3 separate regions of the Mus musculus genome follow, and regions 1 and 3 are each linked to region 2. A link is a contact called in public Hi-C data. All regions are on one chromosome and are shown on one strand. Each heading gives the region's core, a stretch centred on a gene start, on an enhancer-like site or on the middle of the called end of the contact. The rest is flanking DNA. Distances are from core to core; before and after follow the strand shown.

Evidence for each region. A called contact is a pair of places that touch in the nucleus more often than the background predicts.
Region 1: a Hi-C map of the 63-12 cell line shows a contact between it and region 2, with 2.4 times the contacts expected there. The contact joins two enhancer-like sites. A contact is called at or near these places in 1 of 15 datasets of contacts at CTCF or cohesin (CD8 T cells), 13 of 484 Hi-C or Micro-C datasets (the 63-12 cell line, the AML12 cell line, the C10 cell line and 10 more) and 1 of 115 datasets of contacts at active chromatin or transcription factors (CD8 T cells).
Region 3: a Hi-C map of natural killer cells shows a contact between it and region 2, with 3 times the contacts expected there. The contact joins the promoter of Plscr4 here to the enhancer-like site in region 2. A contact is called at or near these places in 7 of 39 promoter capture datasets (the 3T3-L1 cell line, 3T3-L1-derived adipocytes, the C10 cell line and 2 more), 2 of 15 datasets of contacts at CTCF or cohesin (the NIH/3T3 cell line and pro-B cells), 5 of 484 Hi-C or Micro-C datasets (natural killer cells, pancreatic cancer cells, uterus and 1 more), 3 of 115 datasets of contacts at active chromatin or transcription factors (the 230-238 cell line, effector CD8 T cells and embryonic stem cells) and 1 of 9 other capture datasets (liver).

What each region holds. Positions count from the first base shown.
Region 1 is chr9:92,483,694-92,486,664 of GRCm38.p6, reverse strand. It overlaps Plscr4 (phospholipid scramblase 4), which reads right to left. Exons shown (of 9, transcript NM_178711.3): 5 at 2,802-2,844; 6 at 1,719-1,945. Among named protein-coding and RNA genes, the nearest start is that of Plscr4, 28 kb to the right of the region's middle. Within about 2 kb of position 1,579, at least 11 of the 459 cell types and tissues checked have an H3K27ac peak or open chromatin away from gene starts, as enhancers often do. A contact at or near this core is called in the 63-12 cell line and the HPC-7 cell line, where this site is marked.
Region 2 is chr9:92,383,009-92,386,312 of GRCm38.p6, reverse strand. No RefSeq gene overlaps it. Among named protein-coding and RNA genes, the nearest start is that of Plscr4, 73 kb to the left of the region's middle. Within about 2 kb of position 1,577, at least 64 of the 459 cell types and tissues checked have an H3K27ac peak or open chromatin away from gene starts, as enhancers often do. A contact at or near this core is called in the 230-238 cell line, the 63-12 cell line, the HPC-7 cell line and 4 more, where this site is marked.
Region 3 is chr9:92,456,126-92,459,169 of GRCm38.p6, reverse strand. It overlaps Plscr4 (phospholipid scramblase 4), which reads right to left and starts at 1,792. Exons shown (of 9, transcript NM_178711.3): 1 at 1,245-1,792.

The DNA.
Region 1 (2,971 bases), core at 330-2,829, 100 kb before region 2:
AAACTATAGAAATGACACCAGTACTCGCACACTTTCTATGAACACTGGATCACTGAAGAAATCAAGGAGAAACTTGAAATAATAATACATTCAAGTTGAAATAACAACAAAGCTTCTCAAATAACCAGGACGCAGACGGGGCAGTTCTAAGGGAAATGTTGGAGCTGGGAAGGCCCCCGTTAAAGGTCAGCTCTCAAATAATCTAATGAGTCACTTAAAGGTTCTGGAAAGTTAACAGCAAGCCCAGTCAAAATGAGGTAGATGGTAAGTAATTATAAAGATTAGGGCAGAAAACTGATAACTTAAAAAGATACACAAGCTCAACTAAAATACTTTATTTTTGAAAAGATGAACAAGATTGAAAGATCCCTAGCCACATGAGCCAAAATAAAAAGAGGGCAAAATTTAACAAAATTACAGACAAGGGAGAGGAATTAAAACAAAGTCCAATGTAATCCAAAAGTACCTTTAGGCAATGCTATGAAAACTTTCCGAACAGCTTAATGCATATCATCTGCAAAAATTAAATCAAGAAGATATAAATAACTTAATCAGAACAGTAATAACCAACAAGATTAACTGAGCAAAGGTAGTGTGTTCCCTTGGTATCAAAACCATATAATGGCAGAACATAAAAGAAACCCACAGAACACTAGGCAGAAACCTCTCAGGAAAATACTGGAAACTGAATTCAAGAACTCATTAAGAAGATCATACTTCATGACCAGTGATTATATTTCATGATCCATTTCAAGTGGCCAAGAACCCGGGTCATGCTTATAGAAGAAAATCTACTATTACTGAGCTAACAGAACATAGCAATAAAATGACTCTCAGTGACCTATTGCTATACCCATCGCTTCACTTGACCCTCATCAGAAAAGCTTCTTGAAGCAGATGGGAAATAACACAGAGACCCACAAGTGGCCAATATACAGAGATAAGGATGTGGGTTCATTCAGCTCTAAATGGAATGTCTCCATCTACACCTACAATCTCAGGTCTTAGGATCTATGCAGAAGAGGAGGTAGAAATGTTCTAAGAACCAAGAGTGATAAATGACTCTAAGGGAACAGCATCTTCAGGACACATGGCCTCACAGAGACTGGGACACATGTACAAGTTTGTTATTGTTTTTTTCTTGATTGCTTGCTTGTTTTCTGCAACAATTCTTTTTTCTGGACCTGCGTTATGGCACACGAGAAAGACCAAACCACAACACAGCGCATGCACACTGTATGTCTAACTCTACCATCTTCAGGGTACTTCTGGATGGCATTACATCTACTTTTAAGACTTTTTTTTTTTTTTTTTTTTTTTTTTTTTTTTTGCAGAAAACTGTAGGCTGTGATTGGCTCCTGCAATCAAAAGTCCTTCCCCATTTGTCATCTGTGGAATATGTTGATACCATTGTATAACATATGATTACTGTCCTTCCCTATAAGTACCTAATTCATCAGAAAGTAACTACTGCCAAAGCAGCCTCAAGTTGTACTTGATGCTCCCACCCCAGCCCTGCCACCTATCTAGCACATAAGGAGAGGAAAACTGTTAAGGTCTGTCTTGTGATATAATTAAGCTTCCTTCCTCTCCCCTAGTTTCAGTTTCATTCTGAGCAGTAGGGCTAGAAAGCTTTCCTTCATGTTTAGGAAGAAGACCAACCATTGTGTCAAGGGCAGATCAGGAAGCAACTCTGAATCCCACCCCTGGTCTCTGACCTCTTGTCTTGCACAGGGGCAGCAGAAGCAACAGCAGGTGCATCGGAAAGGCCTCTGCATGGTCATGATCTCTCGGCCCAGGCAGTCAGTGACCCGGAGCACAAAGGGTCGTAGGTTCCGATAGGCATTCCTGGTAAAGTCATCTGTGTCTTCAGTTACGATATAGACCATCTGGTCTATGTTGTTCTTGATGTCATATCTATTATTAGTTTCAAAACGTGTCATCACTAAAAGTTAGAATGAGAAAAGGATCTTAAGTTAGAACCAGCTGAGACAGGCTTCAGACAGCCTTCGTTATTTAATGAAAGAAGATAAAGGAAGGAGAAGAAGGATGAAGAGAAGGAGGACAATGAAAACGATGAAGACGACAATGAAGACGACGACAAAGACGACGAAGGAGACAGAGGAGGAGGAGAAGTAGTAGTTGTAGTACTTGTGGTAGTAGTGGTGATAGTAGTATGATTGGAGCTGAAAGCCAAAAAGATTTTTAAAAATTTCAGGTGAAAAGGTGAAATACAACCATGTGAGCCATTAAGCATTCTCAAAATGTCAAACATTTGCTAGGTTTATGAAATTATTTTCACAGTTTTCCCACATAAAAGTAATAGATAATACAATGTTCCTGAAATATTGGAATCCAGAAAATGTTAATAATAAAACCAGTTTAACGAATCACACATCAGACTATGATTTAATCAGCTCATGAAATGGACAAAATGACTGGAGACATGGTACTTGTGAATACGAAAATAAATTCAGAATGACCAAAGCCAGCTCCTACCTTGAGCACAAGGGACCTGCAGGGAGCTGAGAACCAAGCCACCTGACTATGATCGTCTTTCCAGGGGTCCATAGATGAAAGATCATCAGTGCATGGAATAGCAATAGATAAGACTCTATATAATAATTCACTCTACTGCTTTTATGAATATAAAGTAACAGAGAATAGTCTTCTCTCTCTGAATCACTAGAAAAGGCCATCAACATAAAATGAGGGACTAGGTATGAAGTAATACAAATTTCCATCTGATTAAAATACCTCTAATCAAAACACAATGTGAATCAGGACAAAGTTATACATACGTTCCAGAGGCTCAACATGCTGAAGAACGTGTATGTTGTCCAACTGTGGGGACAGAACAAAAGCAATTAGAAGACAGAAAGACAGAATTATGTGCTTGGGGTTCAGGGGTGTTAAAGAGAGTCTGAGATGTTGAGAGGGAGCCATGGACTGAACATTCTATGATCCTCTC
Region 2 (3,304 bases), core at 328-2,827:
ATTTGAATGGGGAAAAAGAAAGGAGTGACTGCTGTATATGAGGAGATGAGAAATGAACACCATCCTGAATGACTCTCTTTTTTTATTTTTTAGATTTTTTATTAGATATTTCCTTTATTTACATTTCAATGTTATCCCCTTTCCTGGCCCATGGCCATGTCAAGGACCCAATGCCTCAGCCTCATGGGAAATGGTCAAAGTCTTCCCCATAGGGGCCAGACTCAGAGATGGCCCAGCCTTCTTCTCATCTAGGCATAAGTGTTTATGGCTGAAAGGCCGATGTGTGCAAATACTACAGCTGCAGTTTATACTTCCTGGAGTTTATAGCCTGAGACTGCTCACCTACATAGACCTCCTAGTGAGAACAGCTAATTTCTGCCTGTGCTACACAGAATTAAAAAACTTAGGTTCTGGGTTGCTGTGTAGTTGGTGCCATTCCATCAGACTCAAATCCCACCTGACCCCAGCTTTTTTGTAAATGTATCTGTGTAAACATATAATTTTTTCTTCATTTCCTCAAAACACCAGTCAACTTTTCAGGGCCAAGGAGAAAATGGCTTCTACTCCTGGCCAGCAAATTTGTGTAAAATAGCAGAGCGCTTTTAGGTAAGCAAAGGTTTTTACTATGTAAACTTTTGTGTTGTTTCCTTGAATCTCAAGAATAAAGAAAATAATTGACATCCAGTATATTTAATGCAAAACCAATCAAAAGCTAATGAGAGCAGTGGATGATAGAGCTGAACTATCTGACTGTGCAGATCCATAGAGAGATGCTGACATCTACCCAGAGATGACTGAAGAGATAAAAAGAAGCAAGACATCTACCTCAGATGAAGCTCGAGGAAGAGTTTTAAAATCTGAGTTGGCCAAGACTTTTCCAGGCAGAGGAGACTGAAAGACAGATTTCCATTATTTGTGCATGGGATGCCTATCTGGCCTGTGGGGTTACTCAGTCCAGTGAACATGGTTCTGCATTAGTAACAGGGCCATAAAGAGCCACAGCCTGTCTCCTACAGATCTAGTACTGGACAAGAAGTTGTCATGTACTTGTGGAGGCAACAAAGATACAGAGGAAGGGTTTCAGATGGAGCTATTGTGCAGTCACCAAGTTTAGAGTCCCTTGTTAGAGTTCTAGTTATTTCCTTTTTTGCAGTCTTGAGGGTTTTTTTTTTGTTGTTGTTGTTGTTTTTGTTTTTTGTTTTTGGGTTTTTTTTTTTTTTGTTTTTGTTTTTGTTTTGAGACAGGGTTTCTCTGTATAGCCCTGGCTGTCCTGGAACTCATTTTGTAGACCAGGCTGGCCTCAAACTCACAAATCCGCCTGCCTCTGCCTCCCAAGTGCTGGGATTAAAGGCGTGCACCACCATGCCCAGCAAGGTTTTTTTATAGTTTGTCTTTGAAACTTATTTCAAAACTTGTGTTGAAGGTGTGAACTCTAAGATAGCCTTTTACAGAGTTGGGGCCCTGAATAGTGACTGGGTTATGAGGGCTCTAATTGGGTTACCTAATAACTCAGTACACAGCCTAGGGGCTATTAGGAGGTGGAGACAGTTTGGAGGAAGTAGACCTTAAGTTGATTTTCTCTGATATTTTTCACAGTAATTAAAAGCTGGCCCCTATAGGGTTGGAAACAGTTCCTTCCATCTTCCTGTTAATACCAATTATTTTGATACACCACAAACCACAACTGTTTTAAAACAGCGTCAAGAGCAGTGAGTCATTTCCAGAAGATTCTAGTCTGCTACCCAAAGCTCTAAGAAGTTTCACTCTCTATGGCAGCTGAAGCCAAACAAAACGTGTTCCTTAAATCATCAGATGTGAACGAGAGAATTACTCCTTGGAGCAGTGGACCACAGAACATAAGCTGTTTAGAAAGCACAGGAAACATTAACCTTATGATAGATCCCTGTCTGTGTTCTTCAGTAACAAAGAGAATTGTCAGTTGGTGGTGATATTTTCAAAGAAGTATTTTCCCCTGAGCAATAGATTTCAAAAATAAATATGAGCAAACAGATGTGCTACCATCCAGACTTTGTTGTTTCGTTTAGGCAGCATAAGGGCATGAGTGATTACAATTCTTGAAGTCTTGAGGTTTGTTGTGGTTTGTCTCTGACACTTCCACGAAGAGCTAGAAGATTGAATTCCAATGTAGCAATGTAGTTGGACTCTTGAATAGTAATCAGATTTTGAGGGTTCTAGCCTCATTAATGGGTTGTTGATTAATCAGTTTGTAGCTTAGAGACTAACAGGAGATGGGAATCTTGAATGTGTTTGGGCTATGATGGTCACCAGTGGGATATAAGCCCTAGGATTGTTCATACTAGAAATGAGCATTGGTTTACATTTCAGTGGCAGATATGTTGGTCCTGTAATCTTATTGAGTTTTTGAGTTTCTGGCAGAAGCTTTAAGGGGCTAAGGCAGTTCCAGCTGAAGTTAGGAAAAAAAAGGGTAAAAAGTAGAAGTGGATTCAGGCATCCTACAGCAACCCAGTGTGTAGAAGACTAAAGCAGGGAGACTCAGGGCCAAGGTCAACCTGTGTGCTTTAGAGATCCTTTCTCAAAAGAAGGTAGAGAAAGATCAGGGTCAGACAAAACTGACCGACAACATCTAGGTTAGCCATTAACAGTGGGAGGTAAAAAGTGAAGGAAAGAGGACAGGACAGGAGTGCCAAGTCTGTCTCTGTGTTGTCATTCCCCTTAGAACACGTTCCAAGTTTGCCCCTGTGCCCTTAGATATTGGTCACAAGTTCATATTCCATCTCTATGGGTCCACGTAAGTGGCTATAGGTACACAGTCCATCTCTGTCATCAACTGTTTGGGCAAAGGTGTAAACTGCCTATCTTGCCCCACATTTCCTTCTCCAGCCACTTGAGTTCCTGTCCTCTAATGAGGACCAAACCTTCATGGTATTCACTTTCTGTGTTGATTTTTGTGGATTTGTTCCACAACCAGAGTATGTAGTTTGGGGGCTGGATGGCCAGTTTTATTACCTGGCATGTCTTTCAGTGTCTAGAAACTGGATAGAGCTCTGTCCTGGTCAATTCCTCACTTAAAAATGTCCTTTCTTTCTTTACTCCTTCATTGTGTTTGGGTCATGCTAGAAGTCCATGTGTCTATAAGACATTCTTATATAAGTGACATGTATTTTTAAAAATCAAATGAAGAAAAGACACAGAAAAAAAATCCTCATGTAGCTACAGCCCAACAACTACATTTGTAGTCAGTTAGGTAATTATAAGTGGTTATTGTCAAGTTCTACTGGAGAGATTTATGCTAATAGCTATTCACTTTATCTCACATAAGACA
Region 3 (3,044 bases), core at 543-3,042, 73 kb before region 2:
TACTGTCTGTTCATTCTTTAGAATACCCCCTTTTTTTTTTAATATAAAACAAGCTGCCATGTATTTCATTTAAATTGCAGTGTGGCAATTCTTTCAAATAGTCTAGCTAAAGAGCCAGTTTAAAACTATGAATGAGTTACGATTCTGTTTAATTATGTATTATTTAAGGGACATGATATTTTCACCTAAGAAAATAAATTTTATTGGGGTCTCATGTGTAGCATAATTTTAATACTTGGAGTTTCATATTCATATTTTTATCCACAATTCATAGTTTAAATAAATTTGTCATTTTTCTGTTATTTATACTAAAGTGTGTTTTCACTGTACTTTCCTGTAGTTGAGCCTCAAAAGACTTACAAAGTGTGATGCAACTGGAATGCTTATTAACTTTGTTATTGTCCCTAGGCACTTAAATTATGCATAATGTGCCATCTTTGTGTCCTCTGTTCTGGTGATGTCATTGGGCCATACAATGTGACAGTGTGGCTACTTTAAGGGTTACATAATGCCTTGCTTCCTTATTTCCCATAACAAGGAGCTGGAAGGTGGAGGTTGTGTGTTTACTTCTGCAGTAACATCTGTATCCCAGAAGTATCTTGGAAATCAACCTTACTGCATAATGTCTTCATAATATACTTCTGTTACTCTTGCTGGCTCCACTTAAACTACTATAGACAAAATAAAAGCGCAAACATACTGCGGTTCTTAAAAGTGGGTACATCCACACAATATAAGATATAAAATTCTAAGTCCTAAAAGGCTAATATTGTACTCTGTAAAGTAATGGGGGGGGGGGACACAAACAAACAAACAAACAAAAACTTGTCTCTATCTTTTAGCCCCTGCCAGTAAAACCTTGCAAAGTTATCTGAAAACATCTATGCCCAAGGCCCTAGGAGAGACCCACAGAGCTGCAAGGAGGGGACAGGCTCCACTGGTGCAAGAGGGAAAAGTGTGGAGAGGGTCTCCTGGGAAGGGCCTGCACCCTCGAGAGTTCATGTCACCAGGGCCGAATGATGCTCCCATAGAGCCTTCACCCAGCACCCCATTGTCCTATCAAGAGCCGGGGGAAACCAAGCGGACCCCAACACAAGAAACCCCACCCCGCTCCACAAAGCGAAAGTTGCGCAACCACCTGCGGCTGAGCTGCCCCGCCTCCTCCACTGTCACGGAGCCCGCGCCCTCCATCCCGCATCCCCCTAATCTCCCAGGGTCCCCCGCTCCCCGCTGGCCCCTCTCACCGCCCGCAGCTGCAGGCGTCGCCGGCTGAGCTCGCTGTCCTGCCTGGGGGAAGGCGAGAGGCGCCGAGGAGCTGGGACGATCCACGCGGGGCAGCCGGGGGAGCCTTCCCGGGAGGGCTTCCTGCAGGGTGGGGCGCCGGCGTCCTGAACCCTAGCCAAACGCAGGGTAAACAAGTTGTGGGCGCCAGCGAAGCCCGCGGGGTTGAGCTCCGAACCGCTCCTCTGCTGGTGGCGGGAAGCAGCTGGTCTACCAGCCTCACTGCTCGGCTCTCATTCCCATCCCTGGAGGAGACCAGTTTGATCTGGGAGGGAGAGGGACTAGGACTGGGGTGCTGGTGGGGGTAGAAGCAGGCTCAAGATTTCTGACTCTCTAAAGAGGACTTTGGTTACTTGGTTAATTGCTGCTGTCAGGCACACATAGTTTTATCAAATTAAAGTGGTTCGGTCCGGTACAGTTAGCTGAAGGAAGTGGACGAACCAAATGTCCTTTGACCTCACTCAGAACCACAACTGGGCACAGCCTGACCTGAAGAAGCTGCCGAGAACTTGGCCTTGCAGGCTGCGCTCTGGGAGGAGTTTACATGGGGGTGGAGTTCTGGAATTTTCCATTTTCCCTCGCACATGATTTGTCAGAATAGATTTAACAATTAATAATGTTCTGGTCGGTAATATCTGCCAAGAATACTTCTCAAATGAAGAAATACAGCCTTTTATTGAAAGCATGAAACAAACAAACTGACATCAAAGTCTTAGCGAGATGTAATGGTTTGAGTTTGTTAGAGGGACCAAGAAATTGAGCTTGTGAGTGTGAATATCTAGATTGGCCTCATGAGAGATACCAAAAGCATTCAAGATCAAAACATGTCTGTGGAAAGAGAGGCCCATTGGTCTTGCAAATTTTATATGCCTCAGTACAGGGGAACGGCAGGGCCAAGAAGTGGGAGTGGGTGGGGGGATATATGGGGGACTTTTGGGATAGCATTGGAAATGTAAATGAAGAAAATACCTAATTAAAATAAAATTTTAAAAAATCATGTCTGTGAAGCATTGCTTGGAAGACAAATCAAATATATGAGAGCAACCACATAGGCACTCAGGAGCTATGAGCCAACCACATAGGCACTCAGGAGCCATGAGCCACCGCAGAATTCATGGGCTTTTGCATTTCCAGAGCAGGTGTCCAGCCTGAATTCCTGAGGGTTTGGGGGTGGGGGCTGATACACACTTTCTTTATGAATCCCTACTGCAACGTGCCTCTGTCTCTTTGACACTCTTGGGGAGGGAGAGGTGTTTTGTGTTGTGTTTACAACAGTCTTAATGTCAGTAATGGAGCAGTTCAGTAAAATTAAAGTTTCCCCAGGTTCCATTTCCTCAATCCTGTGTTTTTACTGTAATGTTCACAAACGCACAAGCTGTAAAACTATACAGAATATGGCATTTGGGTCAGCCATCAGTTACTTGGGTTTTGACAAAACTTAGATTAAAAAAAAAAAGGCAGCATTTATAGTGTCCCATGTGTGTGATTTCTTTCTTTCTTTGTTTGTTTGGTTTTTTTTTTTTTTTTTTTTTTTTTTTTCGAGACAGGGTTTCTCTGTGTAGCTTTGGCTGTCCTGGAACTCACTCTGTAGACCAGGCTGGCCTGGAACTTAGAAATCTGCCTGCCTCTGCCTCCCGAGTGCTGGCATAAAAGGTATATGCCACCACTGCCCCGTGTGATTTCTTGACTTAACTGGTTTTGCTTGCTTGCTTGCTTGCTTGCTTGCTTGCTTGCTTGCTTGCTTGCTTGCTTGCTTGTATCTG